Linked DNA regions of Danio rerio: region 2 is linked to region 1. Evidence: chromatin contacts called from public Hi-C data. All regions are on one chromosome and are shown on one strand. Each heading gives the region's core, a stretch centred on a gene start, on an enhancer-like site or on the middle of the called end of the contact. The rest is flanking DNA. Distances are from core to core; before and after follow the strand shown. Region 1 has its middle 89 kb from the start of micall2a. Region 2 holds the start of uncx (UNC homeobox).

Region 1 (3,033 bases), core at 211-2,710:
TATTACTACCACTAGTAGTAGTAGTAGTAGTAGTAGTAGTATAGTAATAGTAGCAGTAGTAGTAGGTCGTAGCGGTGATGGTGGTGGTAAAAAATAAATTTAAAAAGTTTGAATGTTTATTGGCAAAACAAGAGTAAATTAAATATTAATTATTCATTTACTACATTATTTCTAATTATTTTTGATAATAATAATAATAATAATAATAATAATAATAATAATATTCATTCATTTATTCATTCATTTTCTTGTCAACTTAGTCCCTTTATTAATCGGGGGTTGTCACAGGAGAATGAACCGCTAACTTATCCAGCACGTTTTTATGCAGCGGATGCCCTTCCAACCGCAACCCATCTCTGGGAAACACACACATATATATATATATATGTTTCCCAGAATAATAATTTTGTAATATTATTAATATATGCGCGAATTTCATTATTACTGTTAACAACAGTTACAATAATAATTAAAAAAATATTTGTAATAAACTATCCATTATTAATATACATTTAAATGTATACATTACTCTTACTAACAATAATAATATGAATAATAATCATGTAATTTTTGTAATAAATTATGTTATAATTTTGTATTATTATTATTATTATACACTTAAATGACCACATTACTGTTACTAACAATAACAATAATAACAATCATGTGATTTTTTTTAATAAACAAACTTTATTTTGATGGTCTGTTTGTTGAATTTCAGTTATGCATGCCAACTAATTTTCATTAGATTATAAGTAAACTGTTAGGTTGGGGTTAGTGTAAGTTGACATGTCAGTATCAGCAGACATTAAGCAGACAGTCTACTAATACTCAAATGGACCATCAAAATAAAATGTTACCAAACAAACTAATAACTTTATTATTATTAATTTATGCTTAAATGTCTACATTAGTGTTACTAACAGTACTATTAATAATACTCATGTTATATTTTTTAATAAACTATCTAATAATTTTGTATTAATATTTATTATGATTATCATTACTATATTAATATACATTTAAATGTATACATCACTTTCACTAACTATAGTACTAATGACAATTGTGTATATAATTTTGTAATAAACTATCTAATAATTCTGTATTATTAATATTTATTATTACTATTATTATTATAGAAAATAAATTTACGTTCAACTCAATTATTGCACTAATTAAAAAAAAAAAAAAAGGATTAGCTGCAGTTCATGTTTAGCTATTTGCCATTAAAATTCCACAACAATTCAACAATTAAATTTATAAAACCAAACAGTATTTTTTTCTTCTCTTGATGACATAACACCCCCTTTCAGCTTCCCTCCTGCACTATGCACCTTCAGGACAGGTTGCAGTTTCGGTTCTCGTCCAGCAGATGCCAGATATTCTCTCTTGCCTCTCCGTCTCCCCAGTGGACCGTTCTGTCTCGGCTCTCAATGAATTTCCCTTTCTTTTCATCACTCGCTGATGTCCAGCTGCTCCTGTCAACACCTTCTTACAGCAGGCAATTCATCGCTACACACTGGCAGCTGAGACCCCCGTGATGAACTTCAATCTGCCATCCGCGGAGGGGCTGCACCCCGAGCTGGGCTAATCAAGGGAAACACCCCTTCAGGGGGAGGACGGGACGGGGCCCGTGGACAGATTGAGCCCAAGTTACCCCCGTAATTATCCTCTCATTGCCCCCGTGCCGCAAGCTGGTGCCTGTGAATGGGGCGAACATTTACCCGACACCCCGCGCCATTATTGTGCCTCCGTCCAATCCGCCCCATGTATGTGTTTGCAGAGGCTTTAAAATGAGGTGGCTGTGTTGATATTTTTCTTGGCTATATTTTTGAGCTGAGACACTCCTGACAATTTCCGTTTTTTCATGCACCTGTCTATTTTGAGATTTTGAGCTTTTGATTTTTCACAAATTGTTCATTTTTTTAGTGTAAGGATTAAAGCTAATTAAATAGCATTTAAAATGCACTGTCAAGTGTTTTAATATTGTTTTATTTTATTGGTATTTTTTATATGTATACAGTTGAAGTCAGAATTATTAGCCCCACACCCCCACCCCTGTTTATTTATTTTTTTCCAATTTCTGTTTAACTGATGGAACTTTATTGTAAAGTTTATTCAAATAAATATGAACAATAATTGTGAAGCATTTGATTTCAACATAAAGCATTATTAAAATCTAAATTTGTGTATGTTATTGCACTGCAAGTTAATAAGGACTAACAGTGAGCGACTGTATTGTAATTGTAAGTAACATTAACAAAGATGGTTAAATACTGCAATAAATGTATTGCTCATTGTTTACTAATTTTAGTAAATGCATTAACCAATGGTACCTGGTTGTAAAGTATTTCCATAAGAGACTGTAGAAATAAAAGAGTGATGTAGATAAAAGTAGAGAGACTTTAGATATAAAAGGAGGGAAAAAAAAAAAAAAAATTAAAAAGTGTGCTTTTTTCTACAGTCTTAAAGAATTAGGGGAAAAAACAAATCTAAATTAACAGGTGGATGAAAAAACTATTTTGTCGCAGTGTCTGGCATTAAAGCATAAATGCAATTACCACACCACCTGCTAAAGCTGCTTTAAAGTTTTAGTGTTGATAGAAAGTTAAAGTCCGAATTATTGGCCCCCCTTTTAAAATTTTGTTTTCTTTTTTAAATATTTCCCAAATGATGTTTAACAGAGCAAGGAAATCCTCACAGTATGTCCAATTTTTTCTTCTTCTTCTGGAGAAAGTCTTATTTGTTTTATTTCGGCTAGAATAAAAGCACTTTTTAATTTTTAAGCATTATTTTAAGGTCAAAATTATTAGCCCCTTTAAGCTAAATATTTTTTCCGATAGTTTACAGATCCAACAACTGCTATACAATAACTTGCCTAATTACCCTAACCTGTTTATTTAACCTTATTAAACTAGTTAAGCCTTTAAATGTCACTTTAAATATAGGATAGAAGTGTCACTGTATAGAAGTGTCTTGAAAAAATATCTAGTAAATTTTGATTTACTGTCATCATGACAAAGATCAAAT
Region 2 (3,012 bases), core at 308-2,807, 190 kb after region 1:
AGACAAACACACTGAAACATGTGCTTTGTTCAGATGAGATTTTATAAGATCACAGCCTGCATCTATTACATTTATATATATATATATATATATATATATATATATATATATATATATATATATATATATATATATATATATATATATATTTTTTTTTTTTTTTAAGAATTATCTAAAATAATTCATTTAAATTTTACCTCGAATTAAAAAAAAAACTTTTCACTAAAATAACTGTATAAGATGGTAATACTATATTAAACATTTTCTGTATATTGTTTTTTTCTGAAAAGAGGGCCTATACTGTGTTATCTTCGAAACACAGTATAAAACGAAAGACAATTTCAAACCCATGATAGCTTGTCAATAAATACAGAAGCTAGTGTAAATTTAAAACAACAATTTCTAAAATTAGCAGTACAAAATTTACTACTATAGTGAATCAAACACACCGAGCAGAAATAAAAACGGGCTTATACATAAACCATCTTGTGTTGACAAAATATTTAAATTCATGTGATTTTAATACCTGCACACCATGCATGTGAAAAATTATTTAAGTGTATTTACCTGCACCCTTGATTCTATCAAATCCAATCTTAGAGCAAGTGCTTCCCTCATGAACACATCTGGATAGTGACTTTCATTAAAAGCCTTCTCTAATTCTTCCAGCTGCCAGCCAGTGAAATTGGTACGAGTTCGTCTTCTTTTACAACCCGGGCTATCCTTGTCTGGATCCCCCGAATCTATGTAAGAAACAATAAATTAACATCGCGTATACCGTGCACAGTTATTATGATCACCAAAACAGCGGGTCAACTTAAATATTTTGTTAGTGTTTTTTTTTCTGCATGAGCCTTTACTGTTAGGCTAGTTTATGTGTCAGAAAGGAAAAAGAGAAAAAGAAAGCCATGGATTATTATTTTTTTATGACAAAAATAAGAACATAAGAAAAAAGAAGTATAGGTGCTGTCAGCGATTGTGTAAAATATTTTATACAAGCTATTCTTTTTTTTTTTAAGTCAGTCTCTTAAATACTACTAAACTAGCTTGAACAACGGGTGAATGCTTTCTTTTGTTTCCTCGGGCAATTATTCAAAGATTTATGACTGATAACAATATTTGCTTTAGAACATTACAACAAAAACATGAATTTATCCCGTTATTGTCCGAGTCGCATTGCTAGTTAGAGGCATGGGTTTGTTTGCTTACCTGTCAGTTTGTACTGCTGGTTATCTCCATTCATACCGCAGCCAGACGACAAGAGGGGGTTAGAATTCACCACAGAAGCCGTGCAGGAGCCGTTAAGTAATCCGTCTATTGAGAAAGGAACCGCGGCTGTAGATTGAAGTTGATGACCGGCTAATTCGTACACATGATGGTGGCTTAGATGGTACGGAAAGCTCACCATCCCACCGAGCGAGCCTCCGAACTGGGCATGAGGTGGATCCAGTATCCTGCTGTCCATCATCTCCCAGGCAAAAGGAAACGACGTCTGGTGGTTGGTGATGTGAATTTAAAAAACATGCAGCGAGAGTGGCCGGCGAGGAGGGGACATGATGTGGAGAGTAGGATGAGCTGTTCTTTATCAACACGAAGCTTCCAATAATTAGCTTAGGCTCTGGGAATTTGAGACCAATGAGAAGCGTTAATCGGCGCTGACGTCAGAGACGTGGTCTGAAAACGCTTTCCATATCGATTGCTAATTAAACCTGACATCCACCTCAATAAACAATATCAGAGCTGTCACAACAAGACAGGAGGGCTTTGATAAGAACTACATCACGACTACACAGGGGGCCTTAGAGGGAGAGCGATCAGATTTGATACCCAGTTAAACGCTAAATAGACACTGAAATCTCACCTCGGACTGCAGCCACACAGAGCGGCAGATTCATCACCGTTTGAGACAATGTCCCTCTATTCATTTCAAATCTTTTGTACACAAACAAACACAAACAAGAAAAGGAAAACGAGGGAAAACAAATACACACCCGTTGCGATTGAAGTCGAAATGTTGCCATGCGAGGAGGTAAGATTCATAGCGCAATGTTGACAAAATTGACCGACAATAGTATTTTTATTTATGTGGTGATTCTCAGGTAACTTGCCACCAGTCATTCCGAAGATATTCGTCAAACAGAGTTGTCAGATTTAATTTCGAAGCGTCACGAGTCGCTTTAAATATAAGGAGAGAGGGAATGATGCGAACCCACTCATTTGATACTGCTGGAGGAATAAATGAACTTTTAATTACATGAATAGCTAATTAGAAGCCACTCGACATTTAACAGAAAATTAGATATATTCCCCCAGCCATAGCGTTCCGGTGTAATTAATGTCATTTAAACAACTAATGTACAGATCGCGCGCGGTTTATTTGTGGTCATTGTGTATAATATAATGCATGCTTCAACTTACAACACTACACCTCTGAAACAATATTGGTTTATTACTGTGAGCAGCTGTCCCAGGAGTATTAATTAATATTTTATTGAAAATAATAATAATCCTGCAACCCGACAGTGTCATTATGGAAACCAAATACAAAATAACAGTGAGAAAATACTGTGAAGTATGTAAATAATAATTGTTTATAATATTTTCAGATTTTTAATTAAATCCCAGTTATGGTGGCCTGGAACATTTTACTCTATTACTAGCAATAATTCATCTTATCATCCACCGCAGAATATATGTCTTAAATTTAGGCAAATTAACTGTGTTTTTGAATACAGAATGGTAATCAATCCCACCGCTTTAAGAGGACGTCCTGTCTCCCCTCTCATTACAGAGAATTAATTCGACTTTATTTGGCCAGTGTCTGGAGTTGTCATAATGTTAATCTGAGCTGAAATTTCGCTTCCCACTCACTCCCTGACCCTTGGCACTCGGATTGGCGTGTTGTAATAACCCGAATCTTTCAACAGAGGCCCTGATAATTGTTACCTTATTAGCATGCAAATTGTTTAATTAATATTATTATGAGGAACTATATAATCCGTTCGTCTCTTG

What was found. A called contact is a pair of places that touch in the nucleus more often than the background predicts.
Region 2: a Hi-C map of embryo shows a contact between it and region 1, with 2.3 times the contacts expected there. The contact joins the promoter of uncx here to the enhancer-like site in region 1. A contact is called at or near these places in 2 of 18 Hi-C or Micro-C datasets (caudal fin and embryo).

Annotation. Positions count from the first base shown.
Region 1 is chr3:42,231,996-42,235,028 of GRCz12tu, forward strand. No RefSeq gene overlaps it. Among named protein-coding and RNA genes, the nearest start is that of micall2a, 89 kb to the left of the region's middle. Within about 2 kb of position 1,461, at least 14 of the 62 cell types and tissues checked have an H3K27ac peak or open chromatin away from gene starts, as enhancers often do.
Region 2 is chr3:42,419,317-42,422,328 of GRCz12tu, forward strand. uncx (UNC homeobox) reads right to left here and starts at 1,558. Exons shown (of 3, transcript XM_005164204.6): 1 at 1,210-1,558; 2 at 568-743. The coding sequence starts at 1,468.